Linked DNA regions of Danio rerio: region 1 is linked to region 2. Evidence: chromatin contacts called from public Hi-C data. All regions are on one chromosome and are shown on one strand. The core of a region is the stretch at or near the end of the contact, and the rest is flanking DNA. Distances in the headings are between cores, read along the strand shown. Region 1 holds the start of npm3 (nucleophosmin/nucleoplasmin, 3). Region 2 has its middle 11 kb from the start of zmp:0000000662.

Evidence for each region. A called contact is a pair of places that touch in the nucleus more often than the background predicts.
Region 1: a Hi-C map of embryo shows a contact between it and region 2, with 1.8 times the contacts expected there. The contact joins the promoter of npm3 here to the enhancer-like site in region 2. A contact is called at or near these places in 2 of 18 Hi-C or Micro-C datasets (embryo and fibroblasts) and 1 of 4 datasets of contacts at active chromatin or transcription factors (caudal fin).

The regions. Positions count from the first base shown.
Region 1 is chr13:12,396,611-12,401,724 of GRCz12tu, reverse strand. npm3 (nucleophosmin/nucleoplasmin, 3) reads left to right here and starts at 1,489. Exons shown (of 5, transcript NM_001013484.2): 1 at 1,489-1,662; 2 at 1,894-1,979. The coding sequence starts at 1,590.
Region 2 is chr13:12,231,284-12,236,347 of GRCz12tu, reverse strand. No RefSeq gene overlaps it. Among named protein-coding and RNA genes, the nearest start is that of zmp:0000000662, 11 kb to the right of the region's middle. Within about 2 kb of position 3,662, at least 6 of the 62 cell types and tissues checked have an H3K27ac peak or open chromatin away from gene starts, as enhancers often do.

The sequences.
Region 1 (5,114 bases), core at 240-2,739, 170 kb before region 2:
CTACATTTATGAATAAAATATTTGGCTAACACAATTATCATATTTATCAAATCGTGCAAAGTAGAGCAATCTTTAGTAATTCCATATAGTACATCTTGTAATGTAAAAGTCAAACCTTCAGCATCCACGTTTTTTATTATCAACCAGTCTTGTACTTTTTTCCAAAATGATTGAACGGCGCTGCAAGAGAAAAATATGTGTTCTGTGTCTTCACTAAAGTGTTTACATAAATGGCATGGTGAGTTTTCTAAGTTAAATTTTAGGTGTAAGAATCTATTAGAAGGGTATATATCATTAAATATTTTAAATTGTACTTCTTTTGCCTTGGGGAGAATTGGAAATTTAAGATATGTTGTTCTAAAAAATTTAACAGTATTTTTATCCATTGAATGAAATAACCTATTTCTTAATACTTGATAAGGGAAACAAGATTGGATAATAATTTGTCTTAAATGTTTATTAGTGCAAAGTTTATTATCAAATTCAATCTCACCAGTATATAATAAGGGAAGGACTGGAGTAATCTTCGAATAGGATAGGTAACTTTTCATTAACATTTTTATACCTGAGGGTATAGCATTAATAACAGTGAAAAATTGCTTTGGATGACAAGCAAATCCGTGTCTTAGAGTGAAAGTATTGTAATCTAGAATATTGCCCCTTCCATCCATTAAGTCTGTTACTGACCAAATGTTTTTATTTAACCATTCTTCATAAAAAATGGATTTGTTCCTGTGTAGAATATACTTGTTATTCCAAATAGGGGTATTGTGAGGTGTAAAATTGTGTGTGTGCGCTAGTTTCCAAGACAGCAAGACTTGTTGGTGGAATGCTGAAAGCTTCACTGGGAGTTTAGGCAAGTCAAAGTCACATCTGAGAAGAAATCGGATGCCACCTAGTTTGTTAAACAAGGCACAAGGAACAGTGTACCAGAAACTTTCAGTATTACTCAAAAACCTTTGAAGCCATTTCAGTTTTAACATAGTATTCATACTTTCAAACTCAATAATATTAAGACCACCTTCTTCATACGATTTGATAATATCAGATTTTTTAATATAATGAGTTTTCTGTCTCCAAATAAAGTCATACATTTTTTGGTTACTTGTTTTTATGAATGCTGAAGAGGGAGCTAAAGCCTGAGCAGGATAAATTAGTTTTGACAGATATTCAACCTTGGATAGAAGAATTCGTCCAAAAATTGAAATATCTCTCTGCAGCCACCAATTCAGGATACCATTAGCTTTATGTACTTTATTTTCAAAGTTTTCTTTGATGTTAATGTTTGAATCTTTTGAGATCACAATGCCTAAATATTTCACAGTTTCTTTTACTGGGATGTTAAACAGGGATAGATCTGGACTAGTGTGAAGAGCTAAAAGTTCACATTTGTTTAAATTTAATTGGAGGCCAGATGCTTTATTATTCAGGAAGACTGCGCTTTTGTGTGCATGCGGATGACGTCATGATTCCTGCGACGTTTTTTGCGTACTCGTCACGTGTGTTTTGAAGACGCGACGCGACCTGCACTCATAGCACTGTGGATATTTTCCCTCTATTGAAGCGATATTAATACAGTTTGAACAGTAATGTCGTTTGTGGAGGACGAAGCGTCAGACAGTGTAGTGGACTCGCGCTCGCGGCTGGAAAGCTACGTGTTCAGTAAGACCCATTGCGTGATTTATACGTTAGATAAGCTAACACACGTGGGACACCTGCATTGTCAGAAATGTCTCAGAATTGTGGCCAGTGATGATTAAGATTATTAAACACACCCTGGATTAGTGTGCAGCAAAGTGTAGTTCATATTTAGCCGATTTCTGCACTAACATGAATAATGAATGTGTTAATTGCACGGTTAGGTGTTTAAAACTGTGGTTTTGTGTCCCTCAGGTTGTGAGTTGTCTTCTGGAGTGCCATTTTACACATTTCAGGCAGATGAAGATGAAGACGTGGAGCATTTTCTCGAGCTTAGGACGGTTTGTAAAATATTTTAATATTTATTGATTCTGTTAAAAACCTTTATTGTCTCTATCACCTTTCATTTTTATTACAGTTTTCCACAAAGTACTAGTAAATGGGAGCTAGTAAACCCTGTTTTATATATATATATATATATATATATATATATATATATATATATATATATATATATATACACACACACACACACACAACAGTTCTGTCTGGTTCTCAAATCTGATTGGCTGATAGCCATGCAGTATTCTGCAATATCAGAACTCCTACAGCCTCTTTACTCTTTGTGTATTACTCTGCCCACATACAGCCAACAAAAAGCAGACACTACAGATCTAAAGTTTAAAAGATGCTTGCTCAGCTGTTTAACTGTCAGCTTATGATTTGAATCCAATGCGGAAGAAAGTAGTTCCTCATACAAAAGGGTTTTTCAGACTCTCCATGTTTGATTTAGTTTTTATATACACAATTATGCCGTCAAACTATTGTATAAACGCAATATCACACACGTAGCAGTGCGATATGTCTGTATATCGGCACTGGTTGGGGCACTAAGGTACTCGGCCAACGCACGCCTCCCACCAGTGCCGATATACAGCCATATCGCACTGCTACTTGTGTGATATTGCTCATATATATATATATATATATATATATATATATATATATATATATATATATATATATCTCTAGCTGCAGACCCACACACATTTCAGAACACACAATCCCAGTCACAAAATCTAGGCTTTCATAGGTTAACGCTATTAGTGTTACAGCTGCAGTTACTGAGAATGTGCACACAAATATAGCGTAATTTTTGCGAATGTACAAAATTAATTAATGTTTTTTTTCATTACTGTAATGGGTAGGTTTAGATTTGGAGTAGGTGTAATGGCCCGTTTTCACTGAATTTTGGTTTATACTTCTGCGTCATGTGATCGGCATGACCCACGGCACATGCAATGCATGTAGCTGAGCGTTTATACTTCTGCGTGCTGTTTGTGTTGCTCTGCGATAGCACTTTAGAAACACTAGCAAGCAACTGGATGCTATTGGTTTACAGAGATGCCTCACTAGCTCCTGCAACTAACGAGAATGAAAACAAAGGAACCGCCATTTTTAAAAGCACAGCCGAGACATTACACCATAATAATATATACATATAATAACGAGCCATGGTCGACCCAAGCTCAGACAAACCTGGTCATCACCTTGATGTACAGCTACAAAGCCAAGAAGAGCAGAATCTGCCATATCCTGTTTTTGTTTTACGAGGCCGTCTAAAAGTGCGATCAGTTTCACTTTCTTCAGAGAGCTTGCCATCACCTGCCGCACGTCTGTATTTGAAATAAAGAACTTCTAGAACTGATGATAATAATGTGGGCATGATTATTGAAGTGCTTCTGACACCCGATCCTTGCAGAAATGAACAAATGTGTGTGTAAAGTGCGAAAACGCAAAGGAGAAGCTGGAAAAAACAAAGGAGCAAATGATTCTTTTAGAAACCTAAACCATAAACAAACTGCTGTGTTTAACTATTATCATCATCTTTTGGACTATTATGAACTCGGAATGACGGAATTACTTTCTAACAGAGGTTACATGTGCTGGTGAGGATTGAAGACACAGATGAGAGGTTTGCTCTGACTGTGGGCTATATGTTGCATGTTGTTTTTGAACCCAAATAAGGACTAAATCTTTGCTGCGTGAAGATTATCTGTAATTGGTAACATATAAGAGACTGTAAGAGGGTGTATTTGTTCATATGTGTTACATTTATAACATTCATTTTAATTTATTATTGAGTTGCAACAGTAGGCTATTTTTATTATTGATCTGCAGTTATAATCTGATCATGTTCATAGAAAGGTTAGTAATGAACACTTGTACACAAGTGTTTATGTGTATAAAACATCTGTTTTGTGAGAAGTGCTTCTCATATGATGTATGAACGACCCATACAGCTTTACTTTGACATTTCAAGCAAGAATCACGTCAGCTGAAAACCATTGGTACCCTTTTGCCAGTGGAAACGCAAGCCTTTAAAAGATGACAGTGGAAACAGGCCATAAAACACACCAGGGTACTGCGATGTTGGGTTTAAGGTTGGGGTAGGTGTGTACAGTAATATAACACAATAGGTTGAAATGACTAACTAAATATCTCCTCAAACTATGGTCAAAATGGTATAGTTAATTATTGCAAAAATATTATTAAAATGAACATCATAAAAAAATACATTTAAATTTTGTATTTGTAGTATTTTGTACATTAATAACTATTGCACATAGGTCAATAAATCGTGTTGACATTCTTAAATTTACATGGGGTACAATAGTAGGCCTAAGGACTTAGTCGCGATATGAACAGGAAAAATAAGACGATGACCAATGCGTCATTGGCCATATATGGTTCGCCCTGCCTAGATTTTGTGGTGGAAATTGTGTATCCTAAAACGTGTGTGGTTCTGCAGCTGGATATATCACCTTAATTTGGAGATATGTCCTTAGTTTCAGCAAATGGAATGATTTTTGGTGACAAATCTTATTTTGATCCATGTCTTGGGGAAAATGCTTTAAAGTTTCAGGAATTCAACAATACACTCTGGGCAAATTGACTACCCTTTCTTTTGTTCAGGCTGTTTTTGCCCCATTGACTTCCATTATAATCACATTTTTTGATTGCAAATCCATGACACCTTATAATCATGCATTCTTAATTGTTTGTTTTTTTTCTGTTGGGAAGATGTAAATGTATTTATTTTTGCTGTTGATCATTATTTGCATGGACAAGGCAACGAAATGCAGTTTCCGTCTAACCAGGAGTGCAATAGCAGCAAGTGCAGGATACAGGTATAATATATGAAGTGCAATTATAGAAAAGCGATGGTGATCTTTACAGATGGGCGTACCTTGAACATTATATACAGGTTGTATTAACTATGGAAATAGATTTACAATAGGTGACTATATGTACAGCTTTCTATCAATAAAAGGGTATACAAATAGATATGAACATTTACAAATGTATGTGGCGTGGGTATGTACAATATAGTTTGTGCGTGAGAGAGACATTTGCGCACTTACCTTGATATGTTTGAGAAAATAAAAGATAAGCAGCTCAGAACACGGTAAACA
Region 2 (5,064 bases), core at 2,413-4,912:
CTGTAAATGGCCACTATGAATATTTGGTTATGCCCTTCGGCCTAGCAAACAGTCCTTCCGTCTTCCAGGCTTTCATAAACGAGGTATTTAGAGACATGCTGAATCAATGGGTCATTGTGTACGATATTTTCATTTATTCCAATTCCTTAGAGGAGCATACCAACTATGTCAGAGCGGTCCTGAAAAGACTCATAGAAAACCAACTATACGCCAAGTTATCCAAGTGTGAATTTCACCAAACCTGCATCTCGTTCCTGGGTTACATTATCAGCGCAGAGGGCTTGGCTATGGATGAGAAGAAGGTTGATACAGTCATTAACTGGCCTAAACCCAAGACAGTAAAAGAACTACAACATTTCATGGGATTTGCAAACTTCTATCGAAGATTCATCAGAAATTTCAGCACAGTAGCCGCCCCGCTCACTTCCCTGGTCAAAGGAGGTAGTACCCGACTAAGTTGGAGCAATGACGCAACTCGGGCATTCAGCCACCTCAAATCTCGCTTCTCCTCTGCCCCGATCCTCTGCCACCCTGATCCTAATTTGCCGTTTACCCTGGAAATTGACGCATCCAACACTGGCATTGGAGCCGTACTTTCCTAGAAACCAGAGAACTCAAACAAGCTCCACCCGTGCGCCTTCTTCTCACGCAAGCTTATTTCTGTTGAAAGAAATGATGATGTGGGCAATCGTAAGCTTTTAGCCATGAAAGCAGCTATGGAGGAGTGGAGACACTGGTTCGAAGGAGCTAAACATCCATTCACTGTAATCACCAACCACAAGAACCTTGAGTATATCTGCTCAGCTAAGAGATTGAACCCCAGGCAGGCAAGATGGGCGCTGTTCTTCACACGTTTTGACTTCTCAGTCACATATCCCCGGTTCCAAGAATGTCAAAGCTGATGATCTTTCCCGTCTCTCCGATGAAGAAATACTCGATCTTGAAAAACAACCTATCATAGACGAGTCTATCATCCTGGACCCCATCAGGTGGGATATCGATACAGAGATCTCACAAGCCACGTCTCAACACCCCACACCTCCGGCTTGCCCTGCAAACAAGATGTTTGTTTCCACATCTCTGAGAGAAAAATTCATAACCGAAGTTCACGCAAACCCCAACTCCAGACACCCAGGCATCACAGGCACCACAGATCTGATCCAGAACCGTTACTGGTGGTCTTCGATCAACAAGGATGTTATCAAGGTCATTAAGAATTGCTCCCTATGCAACATGAATAAACACTCTCGTCATCACCCTGCTGGACTGCTACAACCCCTGGAAATTCCAAGTCGCCCCTGGTCTCACATAGCCATCGATTTCATCACTGATCGTCCCATGTCCCAAAGCCACACCACCATACTCACCGCCATAGATTCTCTAAAGCATGCAGACTAATTCCCATTCCCAAGTTACCCTGGAAACAGCCAAACTATTATGTAATTACATTTTTCGCTACTATGGTTTACCTGAAGACATCGTGTCCGACAGAGGTCCCTAGTTTACTTCTTGTTTATGGTCTGCTTTCTTCAAAAATCTCAACGTCAATATCAGCCTCACCTCCAGTTATCACCCACAATCCAACAGTCAGACAGAGCACTTAAACCAGGAAATAGGATGCTTCCTCCGCACGTATTGTCATTCCAACCAAGAAGAGTGGAGTCGGTTTCTGATGTGGGCAGAATATGCACAGAACTCCCTCAGAAAAGCATCCACAGGTCTAACTCCCTTACAATGTGTGCTAGGTTTTCAACCCCCTCTGTTCCCATGGTCAGGAGAACCCTCCAAACTCCCAGCCATTGACCACTGGTTCAAAAATGTGAAGATGTCTGGAATGTTGCACACACTCACCTTTCCCATGCTGTCAGACGTTTCAAGGAGCAGGCAGATCATCAATGGCATCCCAGTCCTACATAGTCCCCGGGTCAATGGGTATGGCTATCTACCCGAGATCTCTGCCTCAGACTCCCTTGTAAAAAGCTCAGTCCCAGGTACGATGGTCCTTTCCAAATAGATCGTCAAAGCCTGCTGTTGGTCCAGCTGAGGTGGATAGGGAGGTGGCAGCCGGTGATCCTCGACAGAGAGGAGGCTTACCAGATCCATGAGATCCTGAAGTCCAGACGCCAAGGGGGACAACTACAGTATCTGATCGACTGGGAGGGGTACGGCCCGGAGAAACGATCATGGATCAACCGTACGGATATTCTCGACCCAACTCTGTTAAGAGAGTTTCACCTGCAGCATCCGGAAAATGCCGGCCCCTCATCCCTCTGGAAGACCCCAGCGTCGTGGTCCCTCTCACGTCAGGACCCGTTCGCAGGAGGGGGGCTCTGTCACCGACTCGGTCCCTGTCATTCCAATCGCTGGCCAGCAGAGGTCACCATCACCGGACTTCTAAACATTACATCATCCTCAAACACTGATTGCAACACACCTGCAGCACATCTCACTGATTACCCACGCACACACATATAAGCAGCCCAAACACTCCCTCCAGTGCAAAGTCTTGTTCTGCCCTTGCTGACATTACTGAGCGTTCATATCCTTGCCTGATCTCCCCGTTATAACCTGGACTGTGCCTTGACCTTGCCTTGCCTGCCGCCTGCCTTGAACCCTGCCTTGTACCTCGACTTTGATCCACACCGCCTGCCTCGAACCCTGCCTTACAGATCGCCTATGATCCACGCCGCCTGCCTCTGACCCATGCCTGCTATCACGATCCTTGACCGCCAGCCGCCAGCCTATCGACCCAGTATTACTATGTTTGATGTGAGTTCGCACACAAGTGCTTACTGTGTGCTTAGTATTAAACTGTGTTTTATAAATATACTGCAAATGGATCCCCCAGTGTCAGACTCCACGTTTCAATGCTAGACCACACAGAACCTAAAAGTACACTTTCAAATTTGAGTTTATAAAAAAAATACAAAAATTTATCATAACACAGACAACATATACAGTTATTTTAAACACAATACAGTTATTTTAAAAACAATATTCAATAGTGTTTTATAAAAATTCAAAGGGTTTTCTTTAAAATGATACCAAAGTTTTTGCATTTACACCTCTGCATGTGGATTTGGGAAGCTTTTAAATTTGGGTAGGCCAAATCCAGGCAGAAGTCCCAAAATAATAGCAGAGTTTTGAAACTAAAAAGTTAACAAAAAAATTTTATGTAATCTAAAATATTATTACTTAATTTTTTTAAATAATGCTTAGTTAAAGTAAATAATGCTTTTTTTAAAATAATGAGTTACTTTACTCTTTAATCAATGCCTTATTTTGCTAGTAATGCGTTACACCCAACACTGGTTACAGGTTTCTAATATTAAAAAAAATATATCTTCTTTGTTTTCAACAGAGAAAAAAATCTATGCAAGTTTGAAACCACTTAAGGGTAAATAAATGGTATTTTGGTATGGTATGTTTTTTTTTTTTTTGTCAATTTTTCCAAAAAGCTAACATTTGGACCCTATATGTGAACCAATATGTACCATTTAAGTGCAAAAGTGTGACTTTTAGCTACTAATAGGCACCTTTTTTTTCAGTGGAAGTACAATTTCAGTGTAACCCTTTTAAAAGGGTACTGCCCCAACGACAGCTATTGTACCTTTATTTCTATACACTATGGCCAGGCCAAAAGATGCTGAGTAAATTTACGATGGAAGATGATGCAAAACAAAATGCCCATATTCACAGATCGCTTTGTGTCTATCCTTAATAAAGGACACACACTGCACGCTAAAGAAAGAGCGAGGATTGGGTCAAACCATCCATGTGCATTGACTTAAAAGCTGACGGCCACAATAAGGGAATCTACTTTCAGAGCAAATCCTTCTGCTGGTGGGATAAGTTGCAATTGACATTTTGCACAGACTTCAGAAACAGACCTGGCTTTCATGCTGCTGTTTGAACACAGGGGAAATTGGCTGCAAAGGTCACTGAGCCCATTTCCTCTCCCCCTCGCACACAGAGACTCAGACCTTTACAACACCCACTACTTTACCTGCGTCGTATTTTAACAGTTAGCATTGGAAAACACTCAACGTGTGTGTTCTCCTTTGGTGAAGGTTATGGGGTCGGTGATTCTCTCTTGCATATTTTCAGTCTCTGGTGTGATGATGATGATGATGATGATGATGATGCCTTCCCAAAAGTCAGTGTCACTGCTGAGACGCATGACTAAGAAGAAAGCAATGATTGCTGAAAAAAGCAGAAGTGGACCTTGCCTTTATTTCCTGTAAACTGCTTGTGTAAAATCGCTAGGTTAATGCGGTAGGGGAAATTGTGGTTATTACTGATGAGTGGTCAAAGCAGATGAACCTGATGAAGCTGTATCCTTTGTCACAATTATATATCATTTTTACAATCTGTGAAAGGCCAGACTAAGCAAGAATGCTGTATGATGCTAAATGCGTCAGTTTACTGTAATTTATGCATTTTTAATTTTGTAAATATTGTATTTACTTTACTTACACTCAAAAAAAGATTAATATTTGCTTTTTCTAACTTATTTACAATGAGCTGAAACAACACAACTATTGAGATTTATTTGGGACAACTTAATTGTTTTATGTACAATTCACTTAAATTAATTAGTTAACTAAATTGATAACTTATTCGATCACCGAGTTGTGTACACTGTAAAGTACACTGATTAGTTGCTTAAAGCAAGCAAACCAATTGCCCTAAAAGCAACAAGTTGACTTCACAAAGATAGTTTAAGTAAACCCTTGTAACTTGGAACTGTTAAGTTGACCTAATTTTTATAATTATGCTAATTGAACCCACTTCTTAAAAGTCATCTAATGCATTTTTACAGTGTCAGCATAAGCACGTCTGTTTTTAAATGATTACTGTAATTACTACAATATTTCATACTTGGTGTTTTATTAAGTTTATAAGATCTACAATTACAGCCTGTAATTAATTTAGAAGACACTGGAGTCTGGAAGAGCATGTTTATTTTACTATGTCATTTTGCTAGATACAGAAAAGCTGGAAAATATACAATTACGGTGTTTTGGATAAAAAGTGATTAGTTTTTTCTTTTATTTCAAAAAG